Linked DNA regions of Sus scrofa: region 2 is linked to region 1. A link is a contact called in public promoter capture Hi-C data. All regions are on one chromosome and are shown on one strand. The core of a region is the stretch at or near the end of the contact, and the rest is flanking DNA. Distances in the headings are between cores, read along the strand shown. Region 1 holds the start of GTF3A (transcription factor IIIA). Region 2 holds the start of POLR1D (DNA-directed RNA polymerases I and III subunit RPAC2).

The links. Promoter capture Hi-C pulls out the DNA fragments that hold promoters and counts their contacts.
Region 2: a promoter capture Hi-C map of liver shows a contact between it and region 1, with 7 times the contacts expected there. The contact joins the promoter of POLR1D here to the promoter of GTF3A in region 1. A contact is called at or near these places in 1 of 5 promoter capture datasets (liver), 5 of 47 Hi-C or Micro-C datasets (embryonic fibroblasts, heart right ventricle, liver and 1 more) and 2 of 2 datasets of contacts at active chromatin or transcription factors (alveolar macrophages and skeletal muscle).

The regions. Positions count from the first base shown.
Region 1 is chr11:4,850,847-4,855,379 of Sscrofa11.1, reverse strand. GTF3A (transcription factor IIIA) reads right to left here and starts at 2,075. Exons shown (of 10, transcript XM_021066008.1): 1 at 2,034-2,075. The coding sequence starts at 2,075.
Region 2 is chr11:5,041,009-5,045,565 of Sscrofa11.1, reverse strand. POLR1D (DNA-directed RNA polymerases I and III subunit RPAC2) reads right to left here and starts at 1,292. Exons shown (of 2, transcript XM_003357811.4): 1 at 1,080-1,292; 2 at 1-223. The coding sequence starts at 1,105. LOC106505238 reads right to left here and starts at 1,206. Exons shown (of 3, transcript XM_013980406.2): 1 at 1,080-1,206. The coding sequence starts at 1,105.

The DNA of each region.
Region 1 (4,533 bases), core at 826-3,325:
GTTTTTACTTCACTCTCTTCAGTTACACCCGAGGAAGGCCCTGCCTGGTCCTCCTGGTTCCCACAGTCGGCTGTGACCCATCAAAACAGGTGTCCAGGGATCAAATCAGTCGACTCCCCAACCACATGGATGGAATCCAGCCTGGGGGTCATCCTCCCCCAAACTGCTCCAGGCCTCAGTTGCCCCCACAGTTGTCAGGCAAGTCTTATACCTTCTAAGGCTAACAACTATGGCACTGAAGAGTGCCTATGGTAGGTTAGAAGGGGACTCCTGGAGTCAGGAAGACCCGCTCAGAGGCCGTCCCTGTTGGCGGGACTGAGGCCCAGGCTCGAGGGGGTGACCGTGGGCCCAGAAAGGAGGCAGGTAGGAGTTCACAGGTAAAAAGGCCCCTCAGAGGTGGCAGTGGTCAAACGGATGGCCTTGGGGGTCTGGCACCCTAACTCGTCCCGGCTCTGCACTTAGTATTGGACCTTGAGATAGTTATTTAGTCCCTCGGAAGTTTTTGTCGTCTGTGCAATGGGGGGTGATGATACCTATGCCACAGGGCTGTGGTGAGAATGACATGAGACAATTATTTCCCGCGTGGTGCTTATCAGCACAGGGCTCAGCATAAGAAGCCATCCAAAACTAGTAGCCTTTCCTTTTTCCCCACGCGCTGCAGACTTTTGCTTCTGTTCCTGCACTTGAGTGGCGGTTGGCCAAGCTGATGACGGCTCCCAGCGATCACCGCCTCCGGACATTCACACCCTTGTGCAGTTACCCGCTCCTGGGGGTGGCCCGGACCGGGAATTACTTCCAACTAACAGAAGAAGCGGGTGATGGAAGGGGCGGAACCACGGGCACTTGCATCTTCCTAACAGAAGTGCATCACCTTCTGGGCTTGTGCACTTCGATGGGGCAGCTACCGTGCTGCAGAAACGCACAAAGGACGGGGGGTGGCCAATAGCCAACAGCCAACTGGGAGCTGAGGCCCTCAGCCCAGCAGCCCTGGCAGGTCACTGAATCCTGCCAATGACCATGGGAGCTGAGGAGCAGATCCTGCCCCCGTCCAACCTTGAAATGAGACCCTAACTCCGCTGACTCCTTCACTGCAGCCTGGCAGAGACCCTGAAGCAGAGAATCTGGTTCAACTACGCCCAGGTTCCTGGCCCACAGAAATTGTGAAATAATAAGTGTTGGTTTACGCCACTAAATTTGGGTTTGTTTTTTTTTTTTTCGTCTTTTTAGGGCTGCATCTGTGGCATAGGGAGGTGCCCAGGCTAGGGGTTGGCTCGGAACTGTAGCCGCTAGCCACAGTCACAGCCACACCAGATATGAGCCGCGTCTGCGGCCTACACCACAGCTCAAAACAACACCAGGTCCTTAACCCGCTGAGCGAGGCCAGGGATCAAACCTGCATCCTGATGGATGCCAGTCATACTCATTTCCGCTGAGCCACGAAGGGAACTCCGTGATTTGTTAGGCAGCATAACTAACACATCGTCTTTCAATACACAGAATAACTCTCGACCAGGCAGTCCTGAACTCAGGGGGTTCTGACAGGAGGGACGCCCCGGCCTCCAGCCATGACACGAGTTCCCTCCCTCCTACCCAAAGATCGGATGCAGCGTGTGACAAGAGTGCATGTGGTTACGGCGATAACTGGACAAAACAGCTCGGGTGCGAACAGCCGTAAAGACCTTCAGTGTACTGTCCCTTTAACACCAGTTTTATTCTTTTCTCCCAATGTTTACTTCTCCTGTTTTGGTCCAGCACAGCCAAGACAGTCAGCTGGGGCCACCGTCCTCAGAGATCAAGCAGGCACCAGGACCTTATCCCATAAACACACCTTTACCTTAAATCCCCGTTCCTTCTCTGATAGGCCTCTAGCAAGACCTTTGGATTCAGCCTCAAGTGCCGCCAACGACCTGAGTATGACTTCGGGCAACTCTTCCCAACCTGCTTTGCCTCGTCTGTGAAACTGAGGAGATGCTGCCCTGCCTTCCTCTCCCAGTTATCACCAGCATCACATGGGAACCCGGCCAGTAACTGACCTCTCTGAACCCCGGCTTCTTCATCAGCCGGGTGAGGACCATGACACCCACCTCACAGAGCGTGAGGACTGTAAGGATTAATAAGAAAATACAGGAGTTCCCGTCGTGGCGCAGTGGTTAACGAATCCAACTAGGAACCATGAGGTTGCAGGTTCGATCCCTGGCCTTGCTCAGTGGGTTAGGGATCCGGCATTGCCGTGAGCTGTGGTGTAGGTCACAGACACGGCTCGGATCCCGCGTTGCTGTGGCTCTGGCGTAGGCTGGTGGCTACAGCTCCGATTCGACCCCTAGCCTGGGAACCTCCATATATTGCCGGAGCGGCTCAAGAAAAGGCAAAAAGACAAAAAAAAAAAAAAAAAAGAAAGAAAGAAAGAAAAGAAAATATGCATAAAGCATTTTTGCCAACCGTGGAGTTCTACCCATCTGTAAACTGTTGCTGACACTAGGTTCTCGAATGTTGGCTCTGACAAAAAGTGAATGCATGGATGAGCACTCATGTCGGCCAAGGTCAGCCCAAGGGTGGCCAAGGAAGGATTAAGCAAGAGCGATTCCACCCCTCGGCCACATTCTCAATACAGCCCGTCTCCCCATCTCTCAGGGAGCCTCTGGGGCTGCTGATGATCTAACCAGTCAGGAGAGAGCCCCCGGCGGCAGCTGCACCCTCGTCCTTGCTCCCGGCTGTCCTCTGTCAGCAGAGTCCTCGCCCTCTCAGCACCTGTTCTTGGACCGCCCTCCACGACTTCCGCTGGAACCAGCCTGGACAGGGCTGAGGCCCGGGACCATCCCCTTCTTGGTTGTCTGTTCACCACGCAGTTCCCGCCTGGCTTCTCTGATGAGCCCTCCTCTCGCTTCAGTCAGATCACTGCATTTTCCTGCAGCTGTAATTGCCCGGCCAGGGTACCGCCACGGGCCTGGGCTTAATCACTCCCAGCTACTTCAAATCCATCGGAGCCGGGAGCAGCCAGATTGCATCTAGTGAGCGAGGCCTAATTGCTCCCTGATGACCCACGGGATCAGGTGCTTGAGTGCGCACAGCTTCCATCCACAGCCTGCACGAGATGGTCGTGTCTGATAATTTCCAAAGCCAGCTTTTTTCACTGAGCCCCCGGCAGAGCTGAGCAACAGTCCTCGCCCCGGAGTCCTCTGTGGTTTGCCTTCGGGGTGGCAACCATCCACCTCCCTTCTCCCCCACTGCCTCCACCTCTGTCCAGTCGGCCCAGGTCTCACCTGACCTCCGGGTGCTTCCTGCAGCCAGGCTCGCCCTCTCCAGTCCTTTCTCCACCTTCGCAAACACCAGGGCTTTCCGTGGTGTCCCAGAGCCCTTCGAGTCAAGCCCTGCCTCTTGCTATGCCCCAGCCTGGCCCACTCCACACTCCCGCTCGGTCCAAGCCCGCTGAGCACCCTCATCACTCCCGCTGCCCGTGTCCCACCCGCCATCTCCCACCCCTACACACTCTTCTCTTGGGCTGTATCATGCTCTCCTCCTTGCTCCCTGCTGTCCCTCAAAACCAGCAAATCCCACTCGTCTGTCAGGGAGAAGCTTGGGGAAGTGCCTCCTAAGAGCTGGCCAGGTGGCCGCTCCAACCCCAAGTTCCCGGCCCCTCCCCTCACAGCACCCAACGGGCTTGGCAGAGATTCCCTGGCTCATCTTTCTTGGCAGCGACAGCTCTGCAGGGCAGGTCTGTGCCTCTGGTTCTCTTTGTGTCCCAGCACCTAGCACGGAGCTGGGCACACGGGAGGCACCAACAGAAACGTCTTGTCTGAGCCAGTGGCTTTCCTCACACTGCTAAGAGGCAGCAGGAACAACAGTGGACGTTTCTATGGCATTTCCCCTGCTCAAACGCTTACTGGTCAGGATAGCATTTCATGTAAACATTAATTTTTTCCTTGAACCAGTGATTGCTTTCTAGCATGGCCATGATTCTTCCCCTGCCCTCCCCTTCCCAGGGCTGCACCTGCAGCATATGGAGGTTTCCAGGCTAGGGGTGGAATCAGAGCTACAGCTGCCAGCCCACGCCACAGCCACAGCAATGCTGGATCCTTAACCCACTGAGCGAGGCCAGAGATCAAACCTGCATCCTCATGGGTACTCACTGGGTTCTGAACTTACTAAGCCACAATGGGAAATCCTTCATGATTCTTTTTTAAAAATGTCCTTGTGCCTCACAAGTTCCCTGTAGTCCATGAATTGGCTCTGAAATACTAGCCCCCTTTTCTTCCTAATAATTGTAAGTCAGTTGGGGCCAATTTCTTTTCTCTCTCTCTTTTTTTTTTTTTTTTTGTCTTTTTAGGGCTGCACCTGCAGCATATGGAGGTTCCCAGGCTACGGGTCTAATCAGAGCTACAGCTGCCAGCCTACACCATAGCCACAGCCACGCCAGATCTGAGGTGAATCTTAGAACTACACCACAGCTCACGGCAACGCCGGATCCTTAACCCACTGAGCGAGGCCAGGGATGGAACCTGCATCCTCATGGATGCTGGTCAGACTCATTTCCGC
Region 2 (4,557 bases), core at 43-2,542, 190 kb before region 1:
GCGCAAATTAATTTTGCTCTCTGAAGGATGGGTTGTGGTGTAACCGCAAAACTCCACTTCCGGGTTCTTCATGATCATGTAGCGAAGAGAATTTCCTAGGGTATGGTCCTCCTCGTGCAAAACAAATGTCACACAGTGTCTATCTGTCCCAGCTGCCTGGACCATTTCCAGGGCTGTCTTCCTCTCGCCTTCAGCCATTGGGGTCTTCAATCCAGATATTTTTCTACACACATTTTTTGCAAAAATGAGATCATACTGAATATGCTTTCGTATCTAGCTTTTTTCATCTACGGTATCACAATGGTAACATGCTATTACTCCAATGCACTGCAGTTACAGAGAACTGTTAGCATGAACCTTTTATTTTCCTGCCTCCACATATTCTACCAATATTTAATTTATCGCCTCCAATTTCTCCCTACGCCATTTGGCCCTCCACATGGCCACGAGGGGAGTGTCGTTAAAAAAGCTTGCTAAATCTTATTTGGTAGAGTCACAAGAAAGGGCTATTATTAGAAACGGGTGGGCCCTGCCAGAGGATGGAAGGGGAGTTGAAAGGCGTGGGAAAACGCGACTATAAAAATAGAAACTAAAGCTCCTCAACGTGCAGGAGGTAAGGAAACTAGAAAGGAAAGTCTGAGAAGAGTCATCAAGCAGGAGGGAGAAAAAGCACTCAGCGCAGAGTAGCTTAAAGAGCGCTCTACACGGAGGAGGGACTTGGGCCCGACCAACACACCAATCCCATCGCTCCGGTAACAGGGGACGGTGCGTGGTTCGGAACGTTAGCTATGCTTCCTCTTGCTTTTCCAACGCGGGGGGTGGGCAGTTAACTCTGGTCTCGCAACTTGTCTTCCTTCCTCGATATCTAGAGCACTGAGCGCCTCCATTCAAACCATCCAGGTCTCCCGCCCCCTCTTCCCTCTCCCCACCCTGGCGCCCACCGCTCCCTCCTCCTCGCCTGTCCTCCCAGCCAGGCCCTCGCTGCTAGGCCGGGCCGCGGAGGCTGAGGCCCCGGCCGGCCGCCGGCTCCCAGGGCAGGGCGCGGCCCGCCTCTCCTGCCCCCACTCCCCGGCCGTTACCTCTCCAGCTCCTGGTCCTCTTCCATCGCGGGGGCGGCTTCCGGGATCCTCAGGTGGTGCCGGCCCGCCGAAGGCTCTGCCCCATACCGCGAAGCGTGCGGGCGCAGCAGGAAGAAAGGAAGGAAGGACCGACGGAAGGAGCGCGGACGGAAGGAGGGGGGAGGAGCCGCAGCGGCGCGGCAGGGCCCGGCCACTGGGCGGGGCGTGGAGGCTCCGCCCGGGCCCCGCCCACCCGCCCCGCCCCCGGCGCGAGGAGGGCGTGGCGAGGCCTGAGCCGCTCACCTGCGCTCCCAGAGCAAGTCCTCCCGGGAGGGCTAGCGGGGAGATGGGTGGGGTCCGGCTGCCGCCCCGCCCCAAGGCCGGCACCGGCCGGTGGGCGCCGGAGCTCAGCCCCCGGTGCCTTCCTCCAGGTGCGGGCGAAGGGGGCGGGGCCTTACCTGTGGCCCCCAAACTCCCCTTCTTAGAGCGAGGATCAGGCCTCCTTCTGACTTGCTGCTAGACCTGTGGGGGACACAGTTAGTCCCAGGCGGGTCCCCTGCCCCCCAAGGGACTCTCATGGGACGACGTACTTAAATTATAGTTAATCAGCACACTTTGATGAATTTCACAACTGAAGAGGATGGGTTTAAGACTGTATTTGTCTCATCCGGAATCTTGCAGCTGCACCCCTCAACGGGGTCAAAGGACACGCATTTTCTATTTTGGGGGGGAGGAGCGAGAGTTTGGAAGGAAACCATCTCCACCCGATCCCCACTCCCCCAATCCTTTCTTAGGATCTCCCTGGAGTACGCCCTGCCTCGTTTGGGACGTCCTTTTCCCCTTTACCCTTTTGGCCTCATAAACCTCCTCACCTGCGGAACCTCCCTCTCACCTTTGTTCCCAGGTGCCCCCGCCCCCTTTCACCGTCCGACTAGCTCTCCGCCCTCCTTCTCCCTTCGCGCCTCTCCGCTCTCCGCCCCCCTAGTGTTCCCGTTCGCTAATAATCCTTCTGCCTTCCACGCTCTCCTGCTCCCCTCGCCTCCTCACCCCGGCCAGCCCCGCTCCCTACCCCTCGACCCCCGCTGTCATCCAGCCCAACACGCCTACAGCTCTGCTTTCCTGCGCCACCTGTTCTCCTTACCCCACCCCCGATCCCCCTCGATGTTCGCCGCCGCCCCCAGCTGTTCCCCTCTCCTCGCAGCGTTCGGCGGTGAGCGCTGAGGCACTTCCCGAGCGCGTCTTCTGCTGGGGAATCAGGCGAGCGGCAGGGACAGCCGAGGAGTGGGGAGGGCGGGCGGCGAGGGGCGGAGCGGGCTCACTCTAACCCGGAGTGTCAGCCCCGGCCCGGCCCGCCCCCCGAGCTCCCGGATAGGCGGAGCCGCCCTCTGGCCCGCCCCCCTCCCGCCCTGTGCTGCCGCCGATTGGCCCCGGTGCGTGTCGGGCTGCGCGGCTCGGCCCTGGCGTCCGCCCGGGGGAAGGCAGCAGGGGCGGTTGAGAAGTGAAGTCTTGGCTGGAGTTTGCTTCTTGCCAGGAAATCCGCAGCGGCGGCGGCGATTCCCGGCGGAGCGGAGGCCGGCCGGCCGCGCGCTCCCTCAGCGGGCCGCGGAGAGCGGAGCCGGCGCTGGGCTGCGGCGCCGGGAGCCGGAAGCGCCGGGAAGCCGCGCGTCCCCAGTGAGTAACTTTGCCCTGCCCGCCTCGCTCCGCGCCCGCTCGCCGGGTCCGGCCGCGCCTCAGGTGCGGGCGGCGAGGGGTGTGGGGCGGCGAGGCGGCCGGAGCGGCGCCGCAGCGTCCTCCCGGCTCTCCGCGCCCGGCCGGGCTGCGGGGCCGCGGACCCGGTGTGGGGCCGGCCGCGCAGGTCCGGGGAAGAGGGCGCCGGGCTGCCGGGCGCCCGCCGCCGGGCAGGCGCCGGGGCAGGCGGGCAGCCCCCTGCCGTGACCATTTGGCTGTTCCGGCCGCCGTGTTGCGGATCTCTGCGCGGCGTGCTCCGGTTTTAGGGGGAGAGAGAGGGGAGGAGTTTTTTGTTCCCTGTGTGTACGTTGTCGTGGGCGAGAGTGCCCCTAGCTGCCCAGCGCCGGTCTGGTTCCCCTGGACGGGAGCGGGGAGGGGTCGTCCGCCCCGTCCCGCCTGTTGCCTGTGAGTTGTCACCTCTCCCTTTAGGGTGGAGAGGGTGGGGGAGAAACTTGGCATCTTTCAAAATAGGGTTCTCGATTTGGAAGCAGTTGAACACACAGCTCCGTTCAGGAAAGACGTCCCTCGCTTTTCAGAGCTTCATGCCGTGTTTTAGACGGAGGGCTTGGGACTCAGATGTGCTGTTTCTTCTGATGTGTCTTGTGCATTTAAGGCTATGAATCAGGACGGCTCTGTCTGCCGGGAGCTCCAGGACACTCACGCAGGGGCTTAGCTGCGTAGACGTTTCTTTTGAAATCGCAGAAACGAAGTTGAGTGAACGTGTGAATCTTCAGGAGGAGGAAACCGTTGTGAGTTTATGGGAACTGTCTTCACGTTAAGAATTTCACATTCTCGCAGCAGTGATACTTACTTGTAAATTGGCCTTCGTCCCAGGACAGATTTTGATTTTTTTTTTTTTTTTTCCTTCTTGCTTGACCTGTGACGCAGTACTGATGAAGTCGATCTCAGCAGATCAATTTTATGTACTTGGACAGACTGGATTCCCGTCGCTGCACCCCTGTAGAAAATGGGCTTTGATCTAGTATCCTTTTTGGCCTGTCAGAGCTTTCTTGAGCCATGAACAACAAAAAGTGTTGCCTTTTTTTAGCTTGTCCAAGTCCTACTGGTGAGTTTTCCCCTGGGGCAAAGTGTAGGCCAAATCGGAAGCAAAGTAGAATGACATTACTTTTAATTTGGCCCACATGTGTGTTCACGTTCCCAGTTCTGCATCTTGTTGCTCTCTCCTTTTCGCATCAGGTTATCAATTTTTCATTATTCATTCAGCAGCTGATGGAGTGCCTTCTGCATGCCAGGTATTGATGGCAGGGCTCAGCTCTTGCCCTGAAGTGGCTCCTAGTCTTGTGTGGACGCTGATCCATATACCTTCATTCTACCAGCTGCCACAAAGCAACTGACACACCTGCTGTGGGAACTTAAAAGAGGGAGCGTTTCTGCCTCGAGTTTGTTAGGAAAGGCCTCACACAGCACTTACTCTGAGAGGTGTGTGATTTTTCGAGGCGCATTCTAGGCAAAAGGACTAGCCTGTAGGGCGTCACGGTGTGAGAGCTGCGTGTGGTCACTCTGGCTTGAAGGATGTGGTGTCTGGGGTTAGGGCTTAGGTCAGATGCTTGTGTATGGTTCATTTCAGAGCGCTTTAGGGCTTTGTCTTGCCTAGGGTAGGCACTCAAATATTTATTGAACTGATTTGAACAGAAACATGAAGGATTTTGTATGCCAAATTAAGAAATTTGGATTTTATCCAGTCAGTTGATACAGAGCTGCTAATTTTAAGCAGGAGGATGTCATGGTAACATTTGCTTTCCAGAAGGAT